Regions from separate parts of the Mus musculus genome. Here all the other regions are linked to region 2. A link is a contact called in public Hi-C and HiCAR-type data. All regions are on one chromosome and are shown on one strand. Each heading gives the region's core, a stretch centred on a gene start, on an enhancer-like site or on the middle of the called end of the contact. The rest is flanking DNA. Distances are from core to core; before and after follow the strand shown.

The links. Hi-C and Micro-C count contacts between places; a contact is called where the count stands out from the background. HiCAR-type assays count read pairs that join an accessible place to other places.
Region 1: a Hi-C map of large pre-B cells shows a contact between it and region 2, with 2.3 times the contacts expected there. The contact joins two enhancer-like sites. A contact is called at or near these places in 3 of 484 Hi-C or Micro-C datasets (CD4 T cells, cumulus cells and large pre-B cells), 2 of 115 datasets of contacts at active chromatin or transcription factors (both in embryonic stem cells) and 1 of 9 other capture datasets (embryonic stem cells).
Region 3: a contact with region 2 is called in a HiCAR-type map of kidney, with 3 times the contacts expected there. The contact joins two enhancer-like sites. A contact is called at or near these places in 2 of 484 Hi-C or Micro-C datasets (both in liver), 3 of 115 datasets of contacts at active chromatin or transcription factors (embryonic stem cells and kidney) and 1 of 9 other capture datasets (embryonic stem cells).

Annotation. Positions count from the first base shown.
Region 1 is chr1:164,661,992-164,664,917 of GRCm38.p6, forward strand. No RefSeq gene overlaps it. Among named protein-coding and RNA genes, the nearest start is that of Dpt, 130 kb to the right of the region's middle. Within about 2 kb of position 1,435, at least 7 of the 459 cell types and tissues checked have an H3K27ac peak or open chromatin away from gene starts, as enhancers often do.
Region 2 is chr1:164,364,995-164,367,882 of GRCm38.p6, forward strand. The region is part of intron 9 of Nme7 (NME/NM23 family member 7); the gene reads left to right. Among named protein-coding and RNA genes, the nearest start is that of Gm39690, 52 kb to the right of the region's middle. Within about 2 kb of position 1,632, at least 27 of the 459 cell types and tissues checked have an H3K27ac peak or open chromatin away from gene starts, as enhancers often do. A contact at or near this core is called in kidney, where this site is marked.
Region 3 is chr1:164,712,666-164,715,569 of GRCm38.p6, forward strand. No RefSeq gene overlaps it. Among named protein-coding and RNA genes, the nearest start is that of Dpt, 83 kb to the right of the region's middle. Within about 2 kb of position 1,521, at least 24 of the 459 cell types and tissues checked have an H3K27ac peak or open chromatin away from gene starts, as enhancers often do. A contact at or near this core is called in kidney, where this site is marked.

The DNA.
Region 1 (2,926 bases), core at 185-2,684, 300 kb after region 2:
GAAACTTAAATCTATAACTCATTTCAAGTTTTTTTTTTTTTAATATGAAAAGTGAGGTAAAAGTTTGGTTTGCTTTTGGACACTTTTAAATCATACAGAAGGAATTCTCTATTTCTGAACTTCTGAGAATTTCTTTTATCATGTATGGGTATTGAATTTCCTCAATTTTTTTTTTTTATGCTTCAACTATTAAAATGAACTGATCTGGCTTTTCTTTTGTTCATCAATTAACTTGATAAATTATTTTGATTCATTTTTGAGATTTAAGGCAGTTTTATATTCTTGGCCTAAACTGTTTTTTTTTTCTATGTATATTTTTATATTTTGAGAATTTTGACTCGCTAAGTGGCTAGTAAAGATGTATGAAAGCTATTAATAATGTACTTTTCTTTCTATATTGTATCCTTCTGTCTTGGGTCTAGGGTGATATTCACCTCTTCAAGTGAGCCAACACACTCCTTCTGGTACATTTTATAATGGCATCTCTAGAACTGATACCATTTCTCAGCAAATTTTGGTGCAATTCAGCTGTGAAATTCTCATATTGGAGTTTTGTCCCAGGAAGTATTTTAATTTTAAATGCAATTTCTTTCACAGATTTAAAAAAAAAAAACAAAAAACAAAACTAACCTATTCAATTCATCCTTTGGCTTTTATGTGACAGGTAGTTTGCATTTTTCCAATTTCTTAATTTCTTTCCAGTTTTATCCAAGCCATTGAATGTATAGGCTCAAAGCTACCTTGCTATTTCCTTCTTGTCCCTTTCGTGCCTGCAGGAGTACTAATGGTGCCCCACTCTGCTCTCATGGCCAACTCTGCCGCTTTTCCTTTGTTGCCTTATCAGTTTGGCCACAGGCTTATCAGCTTTTCTTTGTTCATCATTTCAAAATCTATTTTGATATTCTGTATTTTATTGTTTTTGTCTTTTGTTTTTTTTCTCTCCTTCAACTTTGTTTGTTTGTTTTTTATTTTTGCATTAGTTTAATCATAAAAAGTCAATAAATAAAACTGAATATGACAGCGGAGACACCATACAGGCATTTTCCTTTTCAGATGCTACCATGGGGAATCTGGGCTTGAACAGATGAGTAGAGACTCCCTTGGTCTCCAACCAGGGACAGAGCTGATAAGGCGCTACTTGTTTTTCTTTAGAAAAAGAGAAGCCTCTTAGGGGAGAAGGGCTACAGCTCAGAGAGTCAAAAGAATATATTACTTTCCCACATGAGTTTTATATTTGAATATCCTCGGTAGGACTCTTAAAATTGTATGCTTTGTTTTTCTCAGCTTAAAAAAAAAAAAAAAAAGGATGAAGGAGTAATCTCCATTGCAAATCTCTTGAGACTATCTTGATAAAAACTGTAAAGTGCCCCCAGGAAAACAGCTGCGAAAGGCAGTTGCCAGTGCACTAAGTATGAATTCATCATGAATATCAGCATATTGTCACTGAGAGTCCCCAGTTTACTTAAACAGGATGGTGCGTCATAACTGCAATGGGGTTCTCCTCATCAAAGCAACACATAAGGATGTCTGCTTGTGTGCTGCACTGGGCTACCAAAGTGACCCTGGTCTAGGAGAGGTCACTGTTGCAGGGGGCCTAAGGCCATTATGGTATGAATGTGAAGTGATTCTTAGCCTTTGCAAATGTGGGCCTAGCTGGTGGCGCTGTTTTGGGAAATCCTGGGAGCTTTGGAAGGAAGGGGCTTGTTGGAAGAAGTGGGTTGTTGGGAGAGTAGGCACTAATGGTTTTAGGCTAGTCCTTATTCTAGCCCACGTTCACTGCTGATGTGTGAACAATCTGTAACCACATGCTCATGCCACCAAAGGTCTCAAGTGCTTTGAATGCAAGGGGGAAATAGAAGCACAGTAGAGTTCCAGAAGAGTCTTTATCAGAGGATTGGAGATAGGGAGGAGAAGGTTGGATAGTGAGCCATCTAAGTCAATGGGGACCCTGAGGAAGGAACAGACAAACAAGCAAACACCAGTTTCAATCACTTTTCCAAGTGACTATAAAAGGAATGATGATCTCAATCCACTGTTACCAAGTAAAATTTTAGTTGTCTTAAAAGGTAAACGTTTGTATGTCTATTTAAAGAACACGAGGAAGACCAAAGATGATGTAAGACTGAGTAATTGACTAAAAGAGAGAATATGAAGAAGGACAGTTGGAGGACAAATGACACACTTAATTTGCAGAGTTTGTGGAGAGGAAGGCTTCCAGGTAGAGCTGTCCAGCACGGTACAGGACTCCAGCCCACTGCTGGAATTTAGAGGGACTGTAAAAGGGATGTCTATAGGCATCAAGGGCAAGAGTCTGGAATAACCTGTTTTAGCTGGTCTTACCTAGAATCTATGTATCTCTAACACTTCTGTCATTGAAGAGACAAGCAATGAAAACTTTTGGGAAACAGCCCCAGGAACAAAAGTTTTACAACGGCTGCAGTGACAGCTGACATTGGGTAAATCCTTGTCTATGAAAGAGCCCTATTTGTTGAACGTTTGTGCTAGTTTCTTGTATGCAGCCTCATGTCACAAAACTGAGAAACTAGAGAGAACAAGGAGAGGAATCTTGTAGGAGACTCACCGAAATGAAAAGAACTTTAAGATCGGATCATGGACTGGGGCAATGGCTCGGTGGATAAAGCCCTAGCTGCACAAATATGAGGGGCGGAGTTCAGATTCCCCAGAGCCCACATGGAAGCCTGGGAGGTGTGGTGGCTCCCTGTAATGCCAGTGCTTGGGAAGCCGAGGAGGGACTCCCATGGTCACTGTCTAGCTAGCTCGTCTGTCCTATAGGTGAGTTCTGGGTTCAAGTGAGAGAGACCATGCCTCAGTAAGTGAAATGGAGAGTGGAGGATGAGGACACCTCACATTAACCTCTGGCCTCCACATGCTTGTGTCACATGTGCATGTGAACTCTCACACAGGT
Region 2 (2,888 bases), core at 382-2,881:
GCTCAGACACCTCCAATGCATGTCTCAGCCCTACTCTAGAGCTACTGAACAAGCTCAGAAGATACTAACCTGGCTGAGAAGTCCAAGGTTAAGGCCTGTGAACAGGCATAGTCCACAAGCTCAAGTGCTTGTAGGGCTCATCAAAGTTGGAAGAGCACTGTCTATCAGTAGTGGCGTCATCGTCCTACCTCCAGCTCCAGGATTCTTCTTCTATGTTTGCTTGGTTTGTTTGTTTTAATTGATTTGTGTGTGTGTGTGTGTGTGTGTGAATCTTATCTCTCTGCCCCTTCTTATTCACTCTTCACCCTTGCAAGCCCCACCCCTAAAAGATAATAGAAACAAAACAACAATGACGACAAAATTAAAGTGTAGAAAACATCTCATCATCAAAGCTGTAGCATGTCCCACAGTATTTCCCTCTGTCCACACATCTTCACTTGGAAATGTTCGCTGCAATGAGTCATTGGTCTGGTCCGAGGCCTCTGGCTTCTGCCACACCATTGGTACTGGATCCGGGACTCGTCCCAGTTATCCTGTTGTTGCCCTCCTATGTCATGGCAAGTCTTCTGCTTTGGAATTGCAGGACTGGCCCTCTCGTGCTCTCCAACAGTTCACAGATGGTGTAGAATTTAGGGTGGGCCAACTCAGACCCCTGGATCTGGGCCTAGAAGTATATTAGAGAGCTGAGCAAGCTCTCCAGCACTGCCCCAGCTAGCCCACCCAATGCTGCCGCCAGCAGGGTTAAGGTCAGCTCTCCTGCTCTCCTGCTCTTTGTGAGGGACCACAAAAGAGCAGGAGAGCAGGATAAAAGTTTCACTCTGCCCAGTCAAGGTACCAGAACCACTCTCTCAGTTGATGCACTTGTGGCCCCTAGTGAATTGTTTCTTGATTGTCTTAGGGTTTTATTGCTGTGAAGAGACACCATGACCATGGCAACTCTTACAAATGAAAACTTTTCATTGGAGCTGGCTTGCGGTACAGAGGTTTAGTCTTTTATCATCATGGCGGGGAAACATGGTGGCACAGATATAGACATGGTGACAGAGAGGTAGTCAAGAGTTCTACATCTAGATCTGCAGTGCAGCAGGAAGAGACAGTGAGCCACTAGGCTGGCTTCAGCTTTTGAAACCTCAAAGCCCACCTCCCAGTGATACACTTCCTCCAACAAGGTCACACCTCCAATAATGCCCCTCCCTATGAGTCTGTGGGGGCCATTTTCCTTGAAACTACCACATTGATATTCAGAGGTTTGTGTAGTTCCTCCCATATTGACTTTTGGACTTGACTGTGACTTTCTTTAGCACTTACCTTCCTAAGGCACGCTGCAGTCACAGGCTTGCTGAGCACACGTGCATTGGACTTTGTCTTTGAGTGCTCTAGTTAGAAACCAGTGGTGTGACTAAGAAGCTCTGATGAACACTACCTGGAGTCTTGCCCTCAAGACAAGCTATAGCTTTCAGAAGTGTCAATCTAATTCTACGATTTGCTGACAAGCCCCAGAAATGCAGATCTCAAGCTGCTCATCCAAACAATGCCATGTATAACGAAAGTCTCGCCTCTAGCACCGGGAGCTGACTTCATTCACTGAGAATGACTCTGAGCCTGAGGTCTGTGGCTAGACCAGTCTCTGGAGCCAAGTGCCTATTGTAGGCTTCACTGATGGAGAGGTGAAGAACTCGGGGAACCTCCGGGTGTGAGTGGGGGTGTGTGTGTGCTTGTTATCTGCATCACAGTCCTCCACGATGATTAATGCCCAGGAGTTTGTGCAGCCCTCAGTCCTGTGGCTGCATTCCTCACATTATGATACTTGGGAGCAACCCCCTGCCTCACAGTCACCTCAGGGGCTACAAATTGGTAGACTCAGAAGGGTGGGGCAGTCAGTCCAACCCTGGGACTGAAAAGCTAACTGTGACCAGCAGAGGCCGCTGCTAAGCAACTAGCAAAGTGAAGGCCTTTGGGGATGTCAGACAGTCACCAGCACAGTTCAGCACAGAGCAGCAGAAAGCACAGGAAGACACTGTGCACTCCTTTCTGGTCTTTCCGTTGTACTTTTAGGAACATTTTACTTAATTTTACTATTTTAATATTTACTATATTTTATACCGTCTTCTATCCATCTTTTTTAGTCATCTCCATAATCTCCATGCCCTTGTCTAATTTTGTTTTTTCTTTATTGAGCAATCTTCTATCAGCCTTTTTTTTTTTTTTTTGTCTCCTTATCTACCTTTAGTAGTTTTTTGACTGTATCTTTCCGATTTTGTTATTGTTTTTGTTTTTTTGAGTCAGGGTTTCTCTGTGTAGTCCTGGCTGTTCTGGAACTCACTCTGTAGACCAGGCTAGCTTCGAACTCAGAAATCTGCCTGCCTCTGCCTCACAAGTGCTGGGATTAAAGGCGTGTGCCACCACTGCCCGGCTCTTTCCAATTTTTAAAAAGGCTTGTATATGTTTTTGGTTTATTCCCTTCTTATACTTATCTGTTAGTTATGCATTTTCCCATGAAATCTTTTTGTTTTCCTCTGCTCCAGTCTCTTGCCTTTTGCTCTTGCCTTCTTTACATTCTTCTCCATTCCTTTTCTTTAGCTTGTCTTTTCTTCTTGTTCTTTCCCGTCTTCATTTACCTTATGTATCAATAAAAAATAACAATGAGTAGGTGGTAAAGCATACAGGAGTGAGCCTTCCACAGCCAAGCAGTCACCTCCGAAGGGGGGAGGCTAACTGTTGGAGACCTGTAACAAGAGCTCCGGCTTGGGATGTCGCTGGTAGTTAGCTCCAAAACTATTTATTAAACTTCACATGGATGCCATACCCTGTACCATAGGTTTATTTTTATTAACAACTCATATATGGAAATTAAGTAAAGCATAAAATGTATGGTGCACACACACACA
Region 3 (2,904 bases), core at 271-2,770, 350 kb after region 2:
TTCTCTTATCATTCTAAGTTCCTGGTTGGGGATTTAGCACAAGGCCCTGGTTTCGGCCAGATCAGAGTCCAGTGGGAACCTGACTACAAAGGATGACTAGAGAACCCTGAAATCAGGTGATCCAGATAAGGCCCGTAACTAACAATAACTTCCTCGCTTAACCCCTTGTATCAAAATATGATTGGTCAATAAAATAGCCCACCCCAATCCCCCTTGTTTTGTGGTCCCATCCTATAAAAATGTACAATCTCCCTTCAGGGACATGGTTCAGACCCTGAACTGGCCGCCTCGCTGAGCGCTCAGAAAATAAAGCTTTCATTTTTCAGCTTCCATATCTGAAGTAAGTTTTCTTGGGTTCCACCCTGAACCTAACACTACAAGGTTCCCCGAGGCTTCTAATTAGGGATTTTGTTGTAGATGTATGTAGCAAGAGGGAAACCATGCCTCATTAAATAAACCTAAGCAAGTACCATTGGCTCCTAAGGTCAGAGATCTTAGAGGAGGACCTCCTCACACCACTCTCCTAAGCCAGTCTAATTTCTAACTGCAATCTAAGTACTTATCCATATAGCCTCACAGAAGCGTAGCTCTCACCCCTCAGCAAAGAAGCATCCTTTTGCTTATGCCCTTGTGTCGAAATATGATTGGTCAGTACAACAGCCCACCCCATCCCCCTTGTTATGTAGTCTCATCCTATAAGAATGTTGGCAGGCAGATTTCTGAGTTCGAGGCCAGCCTGGTCTACAGAGTGAGTTCCAGGACAGCCAGGGCTACTAAAAAAAACCCAAAAACCAACCAACCAACCAACCAACCAACCAACCAACCAACCAAACAAACAAACAAAAACAAACAAACAAACAAAAAAGAGTGTTGGACAATCTCCCTTCAGGGTGTGGTGTTCAGATTCCGAACTGGCTCCTTCCTAAGTGCACAGACCATTACACAAAACCTCAACTGGTCAAAATGCAGAAAATAAGTAATCATGGCACGCATAACCCCAACCAATAAATCGCAACTTTTAAAAATATACAGTGAGCATTTAACACGTAGATTCAAAAGCTAACATAAGCTTCTCTAGCTAATTAAGAAGCAGGCTACACTTTCAGATAGGAAGGGAAAGGACAAGAGTAGATTATTTTTAGCTTAAACCATGGAAGGCGAATCATTTTGGAAAAGGCTAATTGGCTTCTCTGGCCATTCTTTATTTCCCTGTGGCATTGAACTTTTCCTGGAACAATTAGATCAGGCTGGACGATTTAGCTCTTGGTATGAAACCAGATTCATCTCCTGCCCCTTGTGTGTGTGTGTGTGTGTGTGTGTGTGTGTGTGTGTGTGTGTGTGTTATCAGTTGGCTTTTTAAATAATAACTTTCTCACACTGACAGCCAAGATTTCAAACTATTTTTTTTTAATCATTGATTTGTCTAATGATCAAATTCATCTCCTAAGCACTGTAGAAGGTCATTTAAAGCTGTCCATCTGATTTCTGTTGCTGGATCTGAAGGAAAGAGCCGAGATGTGGACATGTTGCCCTTATTTACTGAACTTCCTCATTCTTGGCAGTGACTTACACTCAGTTTCCATCAGTATGGGACAATCATTAACCAGTAAGTAACTCTTGGCTATTTGGCAAAATATCCCATTAAAGCATAGTGGTACAGTGTGGCTGACAAAAGGGGTATTTTGTGAGAAGTAAAAATATCCCTCTCCTTTGAGTAAATATTGCCTCAATCCAGTACTCTGGCTTTGTAGCACACACTATAGTGGTAGCTGAACTGTTCTAACAAACAAAGCTCTAACTGACCACCGAAGTTACCCTGGAACTCACAGGCAGTTAATCATCAAACTCCAGGATACATACAGGAGGTGGGGCCAATCTGCAAACACTTCCCAAATATGTAATTAGGTTTAAATTTCTACATGATCATGTCCAAATATTAAGTTATTTAGCCTTAAAATTCCTTGCCTCATATTTTAAGACTGATTTTTAACTACATTAATGATCTCTCTGTAATCTAAAATGCAGTCATAACTACAAACCTCAGTTTACTAGATAGATATTATATTGCTGTTTCCTTTTCTTTCATTTTTTTTTTTTTTTTTTGTTTTTTGAAACAGGTTCTTACAGTGTAGCCCAGGCTGCTCTCCCACTTCCCCACAGTCCTCCTAGGTGCTAAAATTTATATGTGAGCCACAACACCTGGTTTATACTGCTGTCCCTCGACTTTTAAACCTTTGGCAGCTGATTTCCTACCATAGAAAATAATCTGCCAGTCATCCCTTTGCACGTGCTTACAAACTCATACCAAATGCATTTGCTAGCTCTTGTTACAAGGATGAAGCCCTGGCTCTGTTTCAGCATGTTCTAGTTCATGGTTGGATGGCTTCATTGACTTTGAGCCCATGTCAAGACAGTGTGACATGGTGGTAGTATAAGCCAGAAGAGGCATGTTTATCTCACAGAAACAAGGAGACAAAAAGGAGAGACTGACAGGAAGGGGGCAAGGTCTCAGTACTTTGTCAAGGGCGTGACCCTGTTAAAGTAAACTCCTTCTAGTAGACTCCAAATCCAAATGGATCCAGAAGCTGCCAATAGAAGTGCAGGTGCCAGACCTTGCCTTCAGCACATGAGCCTTTGTGGGAAGGTCACGGTTTAAATTATAGTACTGTTTACATCACAGATTGTACCTGCACCAGCATTCAGGCCTTCTATTGCTGTGGTAATGTAGACGTTACAACTGGTATATTAGTAGACACCACAGCTGGTATATTAGTAGACATTACAGCTGGGCCCATATGGGACAGGCTTTAAGTCCAATTAGACAGCTATTGGGTTCAGCCAAGATGGAAGTGCCACTATTGTATCCTTAGGGATATCTTGCCATTTTTGCGGTTCATAGTTATG